2 separate regions of the Anser cygnoides genome follow, and region 2 is linked to region 1. A link is a contact called in public Hi-C data. All regions are on one chromosome and are shown on one strand. Each heading gives the region's core, a stretch centred on a gene start, on an enhancer-like site or on the middle of the called end of the contact. The rest is flanking DNA. Distances are from core to core; before and after follow the strand shown. Region 1 overlaps LOC106046624. Region 2 overlaps ZFHX3 (zinc finger homeobox 3).

Evidence for each region. A called contact is a pair of places that touch in the nucleus more often than the background predicts.
Region 2: a Hi-C map of liver shows a contact between it and region 1, with 4 times the contacts expected there. The contact joins two enhancer-like sites. A contact is called at or near these places in 2 of 7 Hi-C or Micro-C datasets (both in liver).

What each region holds. Positions count from the first base shown.
Region 1 is chr12:427,767-431,342 of Taihu_goose_T2T_genome, forward strand. The region is part of intron 3 of LOC106046624; the gene reads right to left. Among named protein-coding and RNA genes, the nearest start is that of PMFBP1, 93 kb to the left of the region's middle. Within about 2 kb of position 1,750, at least 1 of the 3 cell types and tissues checked has open chromatin away from gene starts, as enhancers often do. A contact at or near this core is called in liver, where this site is marked.
Region 2 is chr12:592,933-596,315 of Taihu_goose_T2T_genome, forward strand. All of the region lies in intron 5 of ZFHX3 (zinc finger homeobox 3), which reads right to left. Among named protein-coding and RNA genes, the nearest start is that of PMFBP1, 260 kb to the left of the region's middle. Within about 2 kb of position 1,814, at least 2 of the 3 cell types and tissues checked have open chromatin away from gene starts, as enhancers often do. A contact at or near this core is called in liver, where this site is marked.

The DNA of each region.
Region 1 (3,576 bases), core at 500-2,999:
TGAGGACTATTATACTGCAAAACATTCTACTACTGAAACAGCTGTGTAACCCAGGATATTTAAGGATTACTTGCACCAAGTTTTAATCCAGGTTAATTTAATTCCTCATAAATTTGGGGAACTTGATCTATTTGCAGAGGGTGGCACAGACACACCACAAGTGTTTACTCCAGGATAAAAATATTTTGTTTAGTCTGAACATGACTCTCTAGCAGCTTACTAGATTTATCTGGATCATTTGCAAAGTTTATTGAAAAGTACACATAGAAAACTCAGCAAAAAAAATCCTCATACAAGACTACTGTTCACTAAACAGAAATGCCAATATTCTACATGTTAACAGCCCCAACTGAAGCAGTTTACTTAAACAGGAGAAATCAACTTCAGGACAGCTGGTCTCCTGAATGTCAATAGGCAGTAACTCAGACTTTTTTTTGTGTTATGGCTCAGGAAAAGGAATCTTTGAAAGTAGAAGACAATGAAATTGAACACACTAGCCATTAATGGATGGATTCTAATACCAATTATTGAAGGTAATTCTAATATTTGTCTTTCAGAATATGGACTTCTCACAGAAGTTGTACAGGGCAGTATACCAGCAGTCACAAAAAGATTATAGGTAAGCTTTTTTTCCCACCCCTTTTAAATAAGCAGGAAAACCAGATGTGAAAGAGCAACTCCTGATCCTCAGTTACCTGCCTCCTATAAAACAAAAACAAAAAACCTCCCCTCAAAACCACATCCACAGATCTGTGAGGATCTGTAAGCTGGAAGAAAGTTGCTTCAAAGCCTGAAGAGTATCATGATTAAGAGAAGCTAGACAGGAAGAGTACACAGCCATTTTTCATTCAGTTAACATACCATCCACCTTGAAATTAAAGGCTCCAAACCTTTACAAAAAGATAATTCTATACAGATTTTGCCACTGTATTGCAAAGCAAATACTTGTGTTAACTCAGCCTTATGACTTGAAATCATGGTCCTATGCTCCAAATTGGAAATGGAATAGTCATAACACTGCATTTTCTCCCTTTGTCTCAGTACCAAGGGAATATTAGAAGATCAAGCATTATAATTTTTGGCACTGTAGACTTTCCTTGATATTTTCATATTCAGTCTGATGCGTCTCAGGGTTATGACACAAAAGGGACAAGGACTAACCCAACAAGCAAGGCTGTCTTCAGTCCACAACAAAGGACCTAAATTGCCTTTTCGGAAAAAAAGGGAACCAAGTCAAAACAAATAGAAAAAAATATTGGCAAGTGATTTTCTTGTGAGCATTTAAAGTACATGATGAGCAGTTGTGCAACCATTATTTTGCAATTGCAGAAGTTGATATTTGTATTTGGCTAAAAGAAAACTATATGTAAAACAAACATTTAAAGGATAAATACAAGCATTGCTCTACATTGCAACACATTAAAGAGATATTACCTCAATAAATAACATTTACTAAAATTAGAAGATAATTGATGTTCAAACAAAATCCCAAAGCAAACAAAACTAGAAGTAAAAGCATCTGTGTTAGAATTGCTTTCCTGCACGATGTACAGGAAAAATTTACGCCTGTTCTACTGAGCTGTTAGTGTTGAAATCTCAAGAAACAGTTCTGGATAAATTCAAATAAATTTACTTCCTCTTTCACTAACCAAGCCCAAGCAGTAAAAAAACCAAAACGATGAATTACTTGAGATAAGTATTTGAGACTAACTGTAACATTTAAAGCTCTATACTGTTAGAACTATTGTATGCAATACACTACGATTCAATGGGTGTTGCTATATTCACTAAAAATAAATATTTAATTTTAAATCAAATTATGGAACAATACTGTTATCCCATTATTTTGGTGAAGAATATTGGAATGTAGAATTGTGCTATTTCATTCCATCTGTTGATGTTATTCTTATCACTTTAACCAGTCAAGCTCACTACCATTTCTCCCTTCCCACCACACATTGCTAAGTCAGTCAGTAAACCTCGCTGCCACCCCATGCATGTCCACACTGAAGAAGTGAAGAAATGGGGTGTTATTTATCCAGGCTGGAGAGATATAAGGAGACAGCCTTTAGATACCTTAGAAGGTTGTGACAAAGAGCAGAAATCCTTCTCCACATTAACAGAACACAAAACAAGCAGAAGTAGGTATGAACAGTGGTAAAGTAGATTTAGATTAAATAAGTGAAAAAATCTCTCAAATAGTAAAGATAATTAAGCACTTGAATACATTTCCATAAAGGTATCAATCATGTCCATAGCCAGAGGAACCTTTCGTGGTCTTTTCCAGCCCTATATCCAACAATAAATCCTTGACATCCTTTTCAGCCTATCTTCTTACATAGTTTCACAGACAGTTCTTCACCATTATCTTGGTATGATAACCAAGTCTGATTTTTTTCATTTAAAAAATGGTGTAGGGTTACTAATTTTTTTAATATAAGAAATTGCTTTTCTAAAAGACACCAGTGATCAATAAAGTCTGATAGCCTGTCTGCAAGAGCTGCCAGCATTAGCTTTGGGAAAAAAAATTTTGCCAAAAGGGACTTGAAGAATCCGTTTCCTTGGGTCTTCCCAGGCTCCAGCCACTAGACTAAATAGAATCTGCATACATCCCAAAACTGTTTAAAAACTTCATAATCATAACTTCGGATTTCCTTGCTGAAGTTTTGAATCCTACCATATTCTTCATCTGCATAAACTAATCTTCAGTGCTAATTTTAAATTAGGTGGGAAAAAGATTTCAGTTATTAGTTTTGATTTTGAGTTTGGAATTGTATCAAGTGCTATTCTACTTTTGGTTATAAAAAATGAATAGAAGTGATTTTTTTTTGCATGAACAATCTTTCCAAAAGGCTACAATTGTTTTGGCAGATTACACACACTATTCATCTATGCGGAATACTCTCCCATTAAGTGGGACAAATAGAGATTCTACTGTAAATTCCTTCAGAGGAATTGCAGAGTAAGCATTCATGTCATAGCCACAATGGGAGATAAGTATCTGATCTGAAATTTCAGCACTGTGGTGGTTAAAACAGTGAGAGAAAAACAACATTGTTTTGCACTTAGAAACCTGTTTCTAATCAGCTGAGCTACTCCTATGGGGTCAAATAAAAATGATTAGCTTATTAAAAGCATAGCTTTCCTATTTAATAAGCAAAAATGATTGAAAATTCTGTTCCAGATCCTGATAATTTTAGTGTTTCTAGTTAAGCCTGCAAAATTGCATTCATTATTAGTGTCTAGATTCATTAACAATTCAATTTATAGATATTAATGCTTATAATGCATGCTTCGCTTGCCAAAACTTGAAGAGAAATTGTTTCAATTAGCTTTCATGGATCATGAATCCTACCGGCTGGGTATTTTTAGACAAAAGATACAAACACATCCCCAAGCAATGCTAATGCACAGCTGGGATTCGTATGTAAGGTCAGCTAACAGTTTAAAAGGAAAAACAGTACATGAGTTTTACACAGAAGAGGAACAGAACCAATCAAATATTTGCAAGTCACACTACTCTAATAAAAGGATTCTCTGCTTTTACTGCTGTATTTTTAGAAAGTCAGTCCAGGA
Region 2 (3,383 bases), core at 564-3,063, 170 kb after region 1:
TCCGTGCCCACGCACCAGGAAGCCAGCAGACGTGCCCCTTGGTGGAAGAAGGGTCCAACCAACATCGACCCGCAGGTTCAAATACCTGATGACAGGAGTCCTGGTGCTGCAAGTACTCACGAACCAGCTCACTATCCTGCCAAAGCCCAGAGTTCGCATGCTTCTGCAGGAGTCCCTGTGAACACCACACGTTCTCCTTTCTAAGCGATTCTAACCAGCTGGTCCTGAAGGGCACAAGGTCCCCAGGAAGGATGAGGGAGGACACGGTGGCCTACGGAAAGGCGAGATTCATCAGGCACCTCAAAAGGACAGGACGGTCTTCTCCCTGCAGGAAGACAACCACACGGCGGGCTCGCCTTTGGCAGCCGACAGAGCTCCAGAACTGGCGTGCTGACAACACAAACCGGCGCTGCACTGCGCACGCTCGTTAACGCGGCAGAGAATACGAGCGCTCTCTTACACACAGGCTCACATGCATAAGCACAGCAAGTTCCTCAGATCTTCACAGGATCATTAGCATAAACAGCTTTTCAAGCAGCAGGAAGCAAAGGAAATGCTGAACAAAACAGGACTGAAAGCTGTAGGGCTCAAGCACTTGGCATGAAACTAAGAGAAAGGGTCTCCTTGAGAAGGTGAACCTTCTGCATTATCCACATTTTTTCCTCTGTCCTTCACACCAGCTAAAGTTGAGCCAATGAGAGAAATGCAAGGTTCAGGGAGCTTTTCAGAAAACATTTTGTTATGAACTATTATTCCAAGTTTGCTGATCCCTTTGAGCCAGCTACTGTACTACACACAAAAATATTTATATAATCACCAACCCACTGCCATTGAGAACAGAGTAATCCAGAGGAGTGCCAGAGGGTTTTAAGTGAGCAGCTGGGGAAAAGGGCGTTTATTCCTCCAGAGGCACTCTTTGGAGCAAAAGTATTTTGCAGTGGAGGTAGACTAGCTTAAGTCGCATTTCTCTACAAAACAAAGTAAAACACTTGCTTAGTTTATAAGCGACGTGTCATTTTCATGCTCCCAGGACACGGAGCTTGTTTTCCATGTCCTGCACGAACCTCCCTTCTCTTATGTCAGACACGACAGAAGTTTCAGATTGTGTTCCCACATTGGTTTGTTTTAAAACACTGCGCATTCCTTGATTCTTCAGTTGTGCAATTTACCCCTTTGCTCTAAAACCCCAACGTTTCTTGTCAAATGTCATTTCCAGACTCTGTTGCTGAATAAATAGCTACACTTGCATCTGGTTCACATATTCAGCGCAGTGTTGTTGACCTAACTCCAAAATTAACCAAAGAGCTATTGGGGACAGGCTGCTTCACTCAGTTGCACGGACTCCACAGTTCCTCAAATCCCATTCTTAGCGAAAGTGGTCTCACTGTTCCTTTTGCTGCAGTCTGAAGCTTGCCTTTTTTTGCCCCTCCTTCATCTTTATCCTAGTAACCTGTCCGATAAGAGCTGTCACAGCTCCTCTGTGGCCCCCTGTCCCTCACCACAAAGTGCAGTTACACCCAGCAAGACCATGCACTAGGTAACACCTACACTCATCCAACCCACAGAGATGCCCTGAATTAAAACTTGAGTTTTAAACACCAACTTTGATAGTTCATATGTATTTAAATCACCAGATCACTGCCACAGCGTAGCACGTATAGTAAGACTACAGGATGCAAACCAGAGCAGCGACTCCTGAAAGTGAGAAATTCCAGCTGGCTTCTGTGGCTTTGCTGACCCTCTCCCCTCCTTCCAGTTACTCGATGTGCTGGGCAGTCCCACCCAGTAAGAAACTGGAGGCATTTGCACTGCTGTACAGAGAGCTGACTCTTATAAACCACCACAGGCAAACTCCAACCAGGCCCTCAACAGGACTTCAAAAGCAGACAGAGCCAGCCTCAGATGGCCCAGCCTGGAAAGCCAAGGCTGTGCTGTCAGACAGCACCCTCCTAGCAATACTCTTCACAGCACACAGCCTGCAGACTCTCATGCCTAGCAAGAAGCCCTGCCAGCGCTCCTTCCTTTCTGCTCTTTTACCCAAACAACATATGTGTTCCAGACTAGTGTCAAGGGCCAAACAGAGGGTAAGAGTTAGACTCGTAAGTCATGCCGATCTTCTCTGCCAGGGCTCAGATCCAGTCCTTGTTAGGAAACAGACGCGCTGCCTGGTCCCGGGCTCGGTCACTCCTTCCCACCCCTCGGGAAAGCCTGTGCTTTGCACCACCAGAGCACGCTCAGAGACAGGACCTCAGCATTAGGTCATTCAGGAACCATCCCGCTCGCTACCTCGACAAACACCGCCGCTGCCCGATCTGTTAGCGCTGAATCACACGCTGCTGTTGCGAAGCCCCATTGCAAAGGTCACAAGCACATGTGCTCAGACGCGCTGCCAGCGTTTTGGCACGGAGTACGTTTTACTGGTCACAGTCACAGTGCTGCGACGGAACCTTCGGAAATAAATAAATAGAGTCCTAAAACAGGTGAAGAAATCTGCCAGTACGCTTGGGAAAGCTTCTCAGGTAGACTGTATTTTATGCCAACTTTTAGCAGATCAGAGAGGTCCAGGAGGTCCCAGGTTCCCACAAAGAGAGCATCTGCACACTCACCTGCTTACAAAACACTGCCCTGTTCTAGACTCCAGGTACAGCGTGAGGATTTTCTTTATCTGGTCAAAATAAACCCTTCTGATTGCAGCAACCAACGGGCGTCAATAACTACACGCCACTCAACAGGCTCAAAGTCTCAAGTTCATGCTCTCTAGGTCCACAGAATGCAGCCACTCTATCAGCTGCTACATCCCTGTAACACTTTAGAACAAACACATCTCTCGTGAAAGTTTAACTGTCTCACAAGGGAGAACTGACACGGATTCAGACAAATACAAGTTCCAAAGCACATGCCCAATGGGTCTGTACAGACTCCCAAACCCACGTACAGAGGCATCACGGCACACCCCCGTAGGACCAGGCATCCTCACAGCTGTCACTTCAGGGTGGGGAAGGAACTTGCTACACGTGCTTTGAGACCTCCAGGACTGAAAGCGTTACTCTGATGCTTGCCCTCTTGCTAATTGTGGGTTTTATTTTTATTTCCTATTACCCTCTTGCACGCCTGATGAGATTATCTTACCGGAACTGACACAGCTGGAGGCTGTAGCCATACATGGAGCCTCTCAGGAGGCAATGCAATTTTATTTTCATTGATCAGAAATCAGCAGGGCAGTAAATGATGGGAAATTCCATTAGGAGAAATACTGGGCCATGAGACTCAACTATCTAGGTACACCCAAATCCCACAAAGTCCTGTCTTAAAGTCCCATCTGGATCCTGACATAGTCATCTTTCTTCCTCCCAAAATGGAGTAAGCTACTAACCTGATATTCT